Regions from separate parts of the Mus musculus genome. Here region 2 is linked to region 1. The links are chromatin contacts, called in public HiChIP or PLAC-seq maps. All regions are on one chromosome and are shown on one strand. Each heading gives the region's core, a stretch centred on a gene start, on an enhancer-like site or on the middle of the called end of the contact. The rest is flanking DNA. Distances are from core to core; before and after follow the strand shown.

The links. HiChIP or PLAC-seq counts read pairs in DNA pulled down with a chosen protein or histone mark.
Region 2: an HNF4G HiChIP or PLAC-seq map of pancreatic cancer cells shows a contact between it and region 1. The contact joins the enhancer-like site here to the promoter of Noa1 in region 1. A contact is called at or near these places in 1 of 39 promoter capture datasets (epiblast stem cells), 5 of 484 Hi-C or Micro-C datasets (embryonic fibroblasts, erythroid progenitors, muscle stem cells and 2 more), 6 of 115 datasets of contacts at active chromatin or transcription factors (the SCID.adh cell line, embryonic stem cells, memory CD8 T cells and 1 more) and 3 of 9 other capture datasets (adipose tissue, liver and pancreatic islet).

Annotation. Positions count from the first base shown.
Region 1 is chr5:77,308,507-77,312,986 of GRCm38.p6, reverse strand. It overlaps Noa1 (nitric oxide associated 1), which reads left to right and starts at 2,901. Exons shown (of 7, transcript NM_019836.3): 1 at 2,901-4,080. The coding sequence starts at 2,931. Polr2b (polymerase (RNA) II (DNA directed) polypeptide B) reads right to left here and starts at 2,503. Exons shown (of 25, transcript NM_153798.2): 1 at 2,357-2,503. The coding sequence starts at 2,375.
Region 2 is chr5:77,365,521-77,370,272 of GRCm38.p6, reverse strand. The region is part of intron 1 of Igfbp7 (insulin-like growth factor binding protein 7); the gene reads left to right. Among named protein-coding and RNA genes, the nearest start is that of Gm34648, 19 kb to the left of the region's middle. Within about 2 kb of position 2,427, at least 132 of the 459 cell types and tissues checked have an H3K27ac peak or open chromatin away from gene starts, as enhancers often do. A contact at or near this core is called in adipose tissue, embryonic fibroblasts, memory CD8 T cells and 4 more, where this site is marked.

The DNA of each region.
Region 1 (4,480 bases), core at 1,652-4,151:
TCCTATATAGAGTTTTTACAACAAAGGTTCGGTTAAGTTGTGAGAATTTATAATTTCTGTCTGCTCAAGAAAAATCCATGTACTAAGAGCTAAGCAGGAGCAAGATCCTCTGACCAGTAAGGCCTCATAGACAACAATGAGAGGGAAAATTGTTTAACTTAGCAACACCCTGGGGTGGTCTATGACTTCAACATTTCATACATTTATATATGCATATTTCAAATGTATGATATATACATGCATGTACATGTGTGTGTGTATATATATATATATATATACACACTATGCATATATGTATAGTATATATGTATTATATATATATGGGTTTTTGGGGTTTTTTTTGAGACAGGATCTCACTATGTAGTCTAGCTACAAGAACTGGCCTTAAACTTACAGAGATCCTCCTGCCTCTGCCTCTCAACCTATGACTAAAGACATGTGCCAACATGCCTGGCCTTTTCCAAAGATTCCCAACCCTCTTCTTTGTGATCTTGCCCCTCCTATCAAGATAAGGAGTCAGCCAGGCATGCTGGTGCACACCTGCCGTTCCAGCACTCAGGAGGCAAGAAGTAGAAGGATCACCATAAATGACAGGCCAGTCTGAGAGACACGATGAGCCCCTGTCTCAAAAAGAAACAAAGATAAAGGGTCTATACATCCTCTCCATGGGTTTTCATAATTTTCAACTCTCCAGTAAAGCCTGCGGCTAGAATGAGGTCACATGGTTTCAGGACAAGGTCAGAAAAAGCACTGCAATTCTGACTTGTTTGCTCTGAAGGCCAGAACTGTCACTAAAAAGCTTCTAATACTTTCCCAATGCTCGCTGATAATGCCAAACTGTAAGAGCCACTTACAGACATTCCAGTCAGAAATCCCACAGATTTTCTCAAGGTTTACTTTTATTTTATGCATATGATCTTTATGCCTACATGCACGCATGGGCTCCGGATATGTACTATTGGATCTCCTAGATTCATGCACAGCACGTTCTGGGAACCAAACCCAAGTCCTCTGCAAGAATGAGCGACAAGTACTCTTAACTGCTGAGCCATCTCTCCAGCCCCCTTGATTCAGAAACTCTGAAAGAGAGTCAACTCATGCCCACCATGCCCTGTACAGCTTTCCAAATAGTATGACCTTCCCCCACCCCCTCCATGCCTAAGACTGACTGCAGAGCATGGCCCACACTAGGCAGTACGAGCACCAGGCTACATCTCCAGTCCAGTAAGAAAGCTTCGTTTGAGCATCACGCTCCTGTTAAAAGTATCTGAAGAGTGAAATATGCTCTACAGAAATATATAGTCTGAGGGCCATGAACCTGAATTCAAACTCCAGGACCTCTATGGTACACCCCATGAGTGCGCCCACATTCATACATATGCACAAAATAAATAAATGTCATATGGTTTTAAAGCTCCTAAATTTCCTTCAAGTAAGAATAACTTTAAAAAGAATATAACGATTCTAATAGATTCTAATGAGGTATGAATGGGTCTGAGACATTGAAGCAATTTTAAAAGTTAAAGCGTTTGCTTCTATTGTTTCCATGAGAAAAGGGGGAGGGAGGGGAATGCATAGGACAGCCACAAAGTTGGGAGCTGGAATAAAATGATTTTTGATCAGAGAAAAGGGAGCTTAAAAAAAACACACACACAACATGAAAATAAAATGGGTAGGACTAAGAAGTGTTCATACAAAAAGTAAAAAGCCATTTTGTCCTCGTGAAAATGGAAAACATACCATCCTAGAACTGTCATCTCGTGGGAAGTGACCGCTTAAGGCCATCTTTTAAGGCAGTTTACTTAAACTGAAGACAGTGTGAAGGAATGTCAACCCAGAACCCGTTCTTTGTCCCTAATACGTCCAGAGTTTAACAATGTCTAACACAAGGACGTGGTCAAAAATTGAGCTTCCTGGGCCTAGAAATATGGCTCAGAAGCAGAGTATGTGCAGACAGGCCCTGGGTTCAATTCCCTGTGCCGTTTAATAATAATAATAATAATAATAATAATAATAATAGCTATTCAATAAGTCGACTGAAATGATAAATGAAATCAATCAACATCAAACAACTAAATGTTAGTTAATAAGCTACGCTATGTCGATTCTGGAAGGTGGTTACAGATTTAACGGGAGGCCGTGTAGGGAGCAATCAAGCCGACCCAGGAACGTGAACCCCGAGCCTGCACCGCTAGCAAAGCCCACTTCGTTCCCGGGCTAAATCGTAGGAACCAGGCTGCCGGGAGCCCGCGCGCCACGGACGGGATGCGGCGGCTGGCGCTGATCCCTGCTGCAGGTCCCCCGCCGTCCCGCCTAAGGGGCTATAGCGTGAAGCGTGCCTCAAGCGGTCACTTACCCTCGTCGGCGTCATACATCTTGGCCAAAGGTTTCTGGAGCTCTTACTCGGAATCGCAAAGCTGGAGACGGGAAGCGCGGCGGCAAACTCAAGAGTGCGATACCAAGCAATGTCCGTCTCCGACGTTCCCAGAATCCTCGGCGTCTCAGCGAGGGGGCGGGGTGTGAGGCTTGCGCCTGCGCAGACGACTGGCAAAGGGTCTGGCTGGACTTGAACTACGCATGCGCGAGTGATGACTAGCTGGCTGCCGCTGAGGACAGACGGCTCCTTAGCCAGAAGTTAGGTTACGCTAATGAAAGTTTCTTGCTGCGTGTTTTGATTTGTTTGAAGATTTATGAAAGAAATGGCTCCGCGTGTGGACTGAGCACTGGAGAACCTTCTGCTCACCCAGCTCTATCGAGTCCGTGCCTTTGCACGTCTGCCTGAACTCTCGAGTTTCAGAGCTGTCATCGCGAGAGTGCGAGAATCGGCCGCACTGTTGGACAGTTCCCTCTCGTCTAGTCGCTGGGGGAGGAACTTCTCGGACGCGAGCGCGCGTGCGCGCGCGAGGCCCCGCCCTCCTCGCGCTGTCCACATGCTGCCCGCGCGCCTGGCTTGCGGGCTGCTCTGCGGGCTCCGGCGGGGCCCCGCGCCGGCCGCTGCGTGCTACGGCCCAGCACGGTGGCTTCTGGAGGGGAAGTGTGAGGTCCCCATCCGCCAGCGTGCATCATCCTTGGGCCGTCGGGTTCCCCCGAGCTCCACGGCGACCGAGGACTATGCAGAAGGCCCGGACACGGAGGAACGCTTTCTGTTCCCGGAGTACGTCCCGGAGCGGACCCCGGAGGAACAAGTGCGGGAGTTGCAGGAGCTGCGGGAGTTGCAGCAGCTGCAGCAGGAGAAGGAACGAGAGAGATTGCAGCAGCGGGAGGAGCGGCTTCAGCAGAAGCTGCGGGCGGGCTTCCGGACGCTGCCTGTCCCGGAGTTTCCAGACGCCTCGGTGCCGCCCAGCGGCATCTACTGCTCGGGCTGCGGAGCCGAGCTGCACTGCCAGCATCCCGGCCTGCCGGGCTACCTGCCGGAGGAGAAGTTCCGCGACGCTGCCCAGGCGGAAGGCGGCCCGGCGCGGACCGTGTGCCAACGCTGCTGGCTGCTGGTGCACCACGGACGAGCCCTGCGCCTGCAGGTAAGCCGCGATCAGTACCTGGAGCTTGTGAGCGCAGCGCTGCGGCGTCCCGGGCCGGCTCTGGTGCTCTATATGGTGAATCTTCTAGACCTGCCGGACGCCCTGCTGCCCGACCTGCCCAAGCTGGTGGGCCCCAAGCAACTCATCGTGCTGGGGAACAAAGTGGACCTGCTGCCCCAGGACGCTCCCGGCTACTTGAAGCGGCTGCGGAAGCGGCTGTGGGACGATTGCATCCGCGCCGGGCTCGTGGTGGCTCCTGGTCATCAAGGACCACAGTACCCTGCCGGGGATGAGCCACTGGAGGAGATAAAGAATCAGAATCCGTCCTCCAGGTCCCGCACGGTAGTCAAGGACGTGCGACTGATCAGCGCCAAGACGGGCTATGGAGTTGAAGAAATGATCTCTGCTCTTCAGCGCTCCTGGCGCTACCGTGGTGATGTCTACCTGGTGGGCACCACTAATGCTGGCAAGTCCACTCTCTTTAACACACTCCTGGAGTCTGATTACTGCACCGCCAAGGGCTCCGAAGCCATCGACCGGGCCACCATCTCCCCCTGGCCAGGTGAGGCCCCATTGCTGAGAAATTAGATTTGACCCAGGCACCTAGTACATATCCTTAAATGTCCACCTTGAGCTGCCTGGAGCCGTCCCTTTAAAATGTCTTTCCTCTCTTTGGACATACCTCTTGTGACAGGTTAGTGTTTGGAAGTTCGATGCATGTTTGGTTTTCTAATAGAGATGTTTCTAGAGGGACTGGGGCTAAAGTGCTTGCCTAGCATGCACGAAACCTGAGTTAGTCTACCGCATCCAAAAGGATGTGCGGTGGCAAACTCCTGTATCCCCAGCATTAGGGAGGTGGAGGCAGGAGGAGATCAAAGCCATTCTCAGCTACATCGTTGGAGGCTACCATGGGATCCATAAACAAAATAAACTTTTCTTTTTACTCTAAGACCCCTTACCCC
Region 2 (4,752 bases), core at 1,178-3,677, 58 kb before region 1:
GTGGGAGGACAGGAAGGAGGCCCCGGTTCTGAGCAAGGTTGGTATAGAAACGCAAAGTGGAAGCGTCGAGGGAGATAACGGTTTTGGTGTCAAACAAAAATCAAGGCGAAACTGAAAGGGTATGTAGAAATTAACCTTGGAAAAAGGAGGTGAATGTTCTAGAAAAAGACTGGAATGTGCAAAATTCAGGGGCTGGGAAGAGCAAGACATGTGTAAGAAACCAGGGGAGTTCGCTGTGGCTGAGCTCATAGTGGGGGACGGGCGTGACAAGGCAGGAGGTCAGGAGGGTCCTCGGGATCAGATCAGACTGATCTGCACTTTGTAGGTAAATAAGTAGTTCAGGAGAACAGAACTGCCCCTTTCCTAGTGGTCAGACAGGTGACAGTGTAAGCCAGACAGCTATACCAAAAACATTCTTGCTTGTTTCGTTTTTTTTTTTTTTTGCTTTTTTGAGACCAAATTGGCCACCAACTCATGACCTTTCTGCTTTAGCCTCCTGGAGTGCTGTGGCTACAAGCATGTACGACCACACACAGTCGAATGTTTTTACATCTACTGTAGAGGAGCCCCAGACAGTCTGTCTGTATTACAGTTGCCTGTACACTTGTCTATCCATGCTTCCTGGATTTCAGTCCTAGGTAGAAGCCAACACCCTCCTACCCCGTTGTGTCAACACACCACTTGGTTCATGGCAGACCCAGATGGACTCTTCGCCTCCCACATAGATTTAATTGCCTAAGACCACACAGTACTGAAATTTGATTTACTCAGTGTGCTAACCAGACTTTTTATTTGCTGTGACAAACACCTAAGAGACACAGTTTAAAGAAGAAAAACTTGTTTGGGCTCTGATATCAATCTTTCGTTAGCTGGTTCCTTGTTTCTGGGCCATGGTGAGGCAGTGCATCGTGCAGAAAGGGCACTGTAGAGGGAATCTGTCCCCCATATAGTGGCCAGAAAGCTCCCTTTATCTTTTATCCTTTGTGGAGTATTCTTGGGTTTTCTTCTAGTTTCCTAATAGAACTTATCATTCCTTCTATAGGAAGGAGCCAGGGTTAAGACATGTTTCAACCAGGTCCCAATAACGTCTCCTTCTTCTAATATACACCACCTACAGACCTTCACCTATGAACCTGAGGGGATGGCTGTCCCCAAACCATAGCACATGGCACTCCCTCCACTGTCACATCATTTTCTATAGATGTCTCCCTCTCTCTCCCTCCTCCCTCCCCCCCTCTCTGCATTCCTTAACTCCCTGTGTTTCTGTCTCTCTGTGCTCTGTGTGTGTGTGTCTGTGTGTGTGTGTGTGTCTGTGTGTGTGTGTGTCTGTGTGTGTGTGTGTGTGTGTGTGTGTGTGTGTGTGTGTGTGTGTGTCTGCTGTCTCTATGTCTCTATCTCCAGGGTTTACTCTGTAACTCTGGCTGATCTGGAACTTGCTACATAAACCAGGCTCCCCTCCAATTCCAAGATTCACCTACACGTAAAGCTGTGATCAATATCATCTTGATACTTAAAGCTGGCCAGCTTACCTGAACTCACAGATCTATCTGTTCTTTGTCCCCGTGCCCCGAGATTCCTAAAAGGACCACATATCTTACTGAAGAGATTCCCTGAGAATGTACCCAAGAGAACTGAAGCTACAACTTCAAGAGTTTGGAGAATATTTGAATCCCCTGTGTTTATAACAGAGTTTCCCCTTATCTGTGTGGCTGTTCTAAAAAAAAGGAGAAAGACACGTGAAATCCCTCTGTCTAATGAGGAAATTATTTTACTTAAACAAAGCAAAAATGCTCCAAGGTTAATGATGGTGTTTGCTGTAGCAGGAAACCCTGCAGAGAAAGGGCCGGCCGCCAAGAGGAACCTCAGGCACACCTGGCATTTGGGCTAATTTGCATTTTGTTGTTCCCGGTCCTTCTAAAAGTACAGCATCCAGCTAGGCCTGGTGATGCAGGCCTGTAAGCTCACACACTCTCTGGAGGCTGAGACAAGAAGATTGAAGGTTTAGGACCGCCCTGGGCTACAAACTAAATTCAAGGCGCTCGGAAAAACTTTTTCCTCATTGTGACAAAACACATAAGGAGATGACAGTGGCGCACAAGACAAGTGCACAGCAGCATTCTTCATTTGTCCCCAAGACCTATCCAAGAAGAGTTAGCCTCAAAAGAAAAACAAAACTTTCTCTTCCAAGTTAAGCCTCAGAAACAACAGTAGAAAATACAGAACGCGGAAGAAGAAATGCTAAATCCCGCTAGGAAACTGGGAGAAAAGCCCAGAACACTTCAGCAAAGAGTAGAAAACAAGGGTGACTTGGGGCGGATAACTGAGAGCTTCTGGGTCTGTGGTCATGACAGAACGACGACACAGAAAGTAACCAGAGGGCATGGGGCTGGGGTGGAAAACCACAGAGAACAGGGAGGGCTCAGTTATGCGCGGCTGATTCATGTCTGGGGTTGTCTGCCAAGCAGTTGTAAGCATGGAGGTCCTAGCTGAGACAGAGGCTAAGGCCTGCCGGGTAAAACCATCAGCCAGTGCAGTGGCTGAACGCCGGTTTAGCAAGGGCTGTAAACCACCGTGCCCCCAGGAGCCTGACCCCCCTCTGCAGCACACCTTGCTCCTTTCAAAGCCAGAAGGTGTCCTGGCAGGCCACCTGACAAGGAAGGAACAGAGAGGGGAGCGGGGATACCATGAGTAACACCCATATACTCGCAAGGGAGAAACCCCATCTAGAGATGGAATCCAGAGTGGGAGTCAAGAGAGCAGCAGTGGGGCAGAGTGGGATAGCCAGAGAACCAGTGACTCTAACTCACAAAACTAGAAAAAGAAAAAATGGTCAAGAAGGAGACTCAGAAATATCAGTGAGTTCACTGCTTGTAATAAGGAGGGGCAGTGAGCCACTGTCCGCTGTGCCTGGACAGGTTAAATAAACCAGCCAGAAAGGGCCTTGGGGCTGTGGCCAAGTTTCCATACCATTGACACAGAGCTGGCTCCCTGAGGTATCCCCATCACCCCAGGGACTACTTAGTGGTACTAAGTACTAAGTGGTACTTAGTGCTTCTTGCCCAAAGCTGCAGCAAGGACCATTCTTACTCTCAGTCATCCCTTCCCTCCTCCCTTCCATCTTCCTACCTGTCTTCCTCTCCAGTTACTGCCTGCCCTGCCCTCAATTACAATCTTCCAGGGTCAGAACCAACGAGAACGGGGCATGTGGCCTAAGTTCCCATGTATTCTGGATGCCTGGAAGAGAGTCCAATGTGCAACTGAATTGTCGCCCACTGGTGAAGATACAGTGGGATGTTTATGGTTGGAGCTTCCCCTGTGGGCCCTTCCAGAGGCCACACAAACTCTGCTAACAGATTCTATTGCACACTCCAACTCTGAGGGCTGCTTCTAGAGCTGTTAGCCTGTAAGCTTAGGAACCCACGGGTGTTCCTAAAGTACAGATCTCTCTCCTGGCTGATCCAATCCTCAGAATGCCAAAAACCTTCATCCTTTCCTGAAGGCCCATTGTTCTCAGCTCTGTGAGATTCCTGTAAATTCAGACTTTGCCCTTCTTCAGTCTTTGAAAATCTTCCAGCCACTTAAACAGTTCAACCTGATGATGCTGAGAGCCCTCTGGGAGGCCCGTACGTATTTCCCCCCAGGGAGGACATCTATTTGTAACCAGCCTGCAGCCTTTATTGGGCAGAGCAGAGCCTGTTCTGAAATGGGCAAGCCTCCAGAGCAGAGAGTTCCCCCTCCACAGCGGGATGAGGAAGTCCGTCCAGGTGCCAGAGGGTTCCCGGATGCCTGCGGATGTTCATTTGGAGAATGGGGCTGCCATAGACTTGTGGATGTGGAGTTCTGGGAGCTCCCTAGCTAGCTAGCCTTTAGACATCCGAGAATTGGGAAGGACTGTCTGCCTGGCTTGGCCTTCCTGTGGAAATTTCCCCTAAGCAGTTCTGTGCTTGCGGAATAGGAAAAAATGATATCTTAGCACCTTGGATTTATGGTCAGTCATCGTCCAGGCAGGCCAGGCCTGTGATTTCCAAGGCTATGTTAATATGAGTAAGAAACACCCAGGTAACTAGGGAGTTTCCCCTCAGAAAGACACACTTTAAAGTCAGTTCTTCATCTGTGTACATCAAATAACACCCAGCCTAAATGAACGTGTACGGACATTAGTCAGCCACGGGTTAGGCCGGTAGTTAAGGACTCCGACTTGATGGGGTCTGTGCTGAATAGTTTAACTCACCACTTGGCGAGGTTGCAACAGAGGCCTGTTGGGGCTCATCCACCCTCCCAGAGGGACTTCATGCCTCACTTACCTGAACATGCCTTGTTTGACTTAACCCTCAGACCGCATGTGACAGAAGCATCCTTAGGGTGGGCTCAGACCCATCTAGAACATTCTGCAGTAGGTTGAGGGGACAGACTCCGAATTGAGACCTTTTATTCAGACTGGACCTTGTTCTTGTGCTGAATCCACACAAGAAAGGGGAAGATAATAAGAAAATGCCTGAGACTATGCCGGGGCCTAGCAAACACAAAAGTGGATGCTCACAGTCAGCTATTGGATGGATCACAGGGCCCCCAATGGAGGAGCTAGAGAAAGTACTCAAGGAGCTAAAGGGGTCTGCAACCCTATAGGTGGAACAACAATATGAACTAACCAGTAACACCAGAGCTCTTGACTCTAGCTGCATATGTATCAAAAGATGGCCTAGTCGGCCATCAGTGGAAAGAGAGGCCCATTGGTCAAGCAAACTTTATATG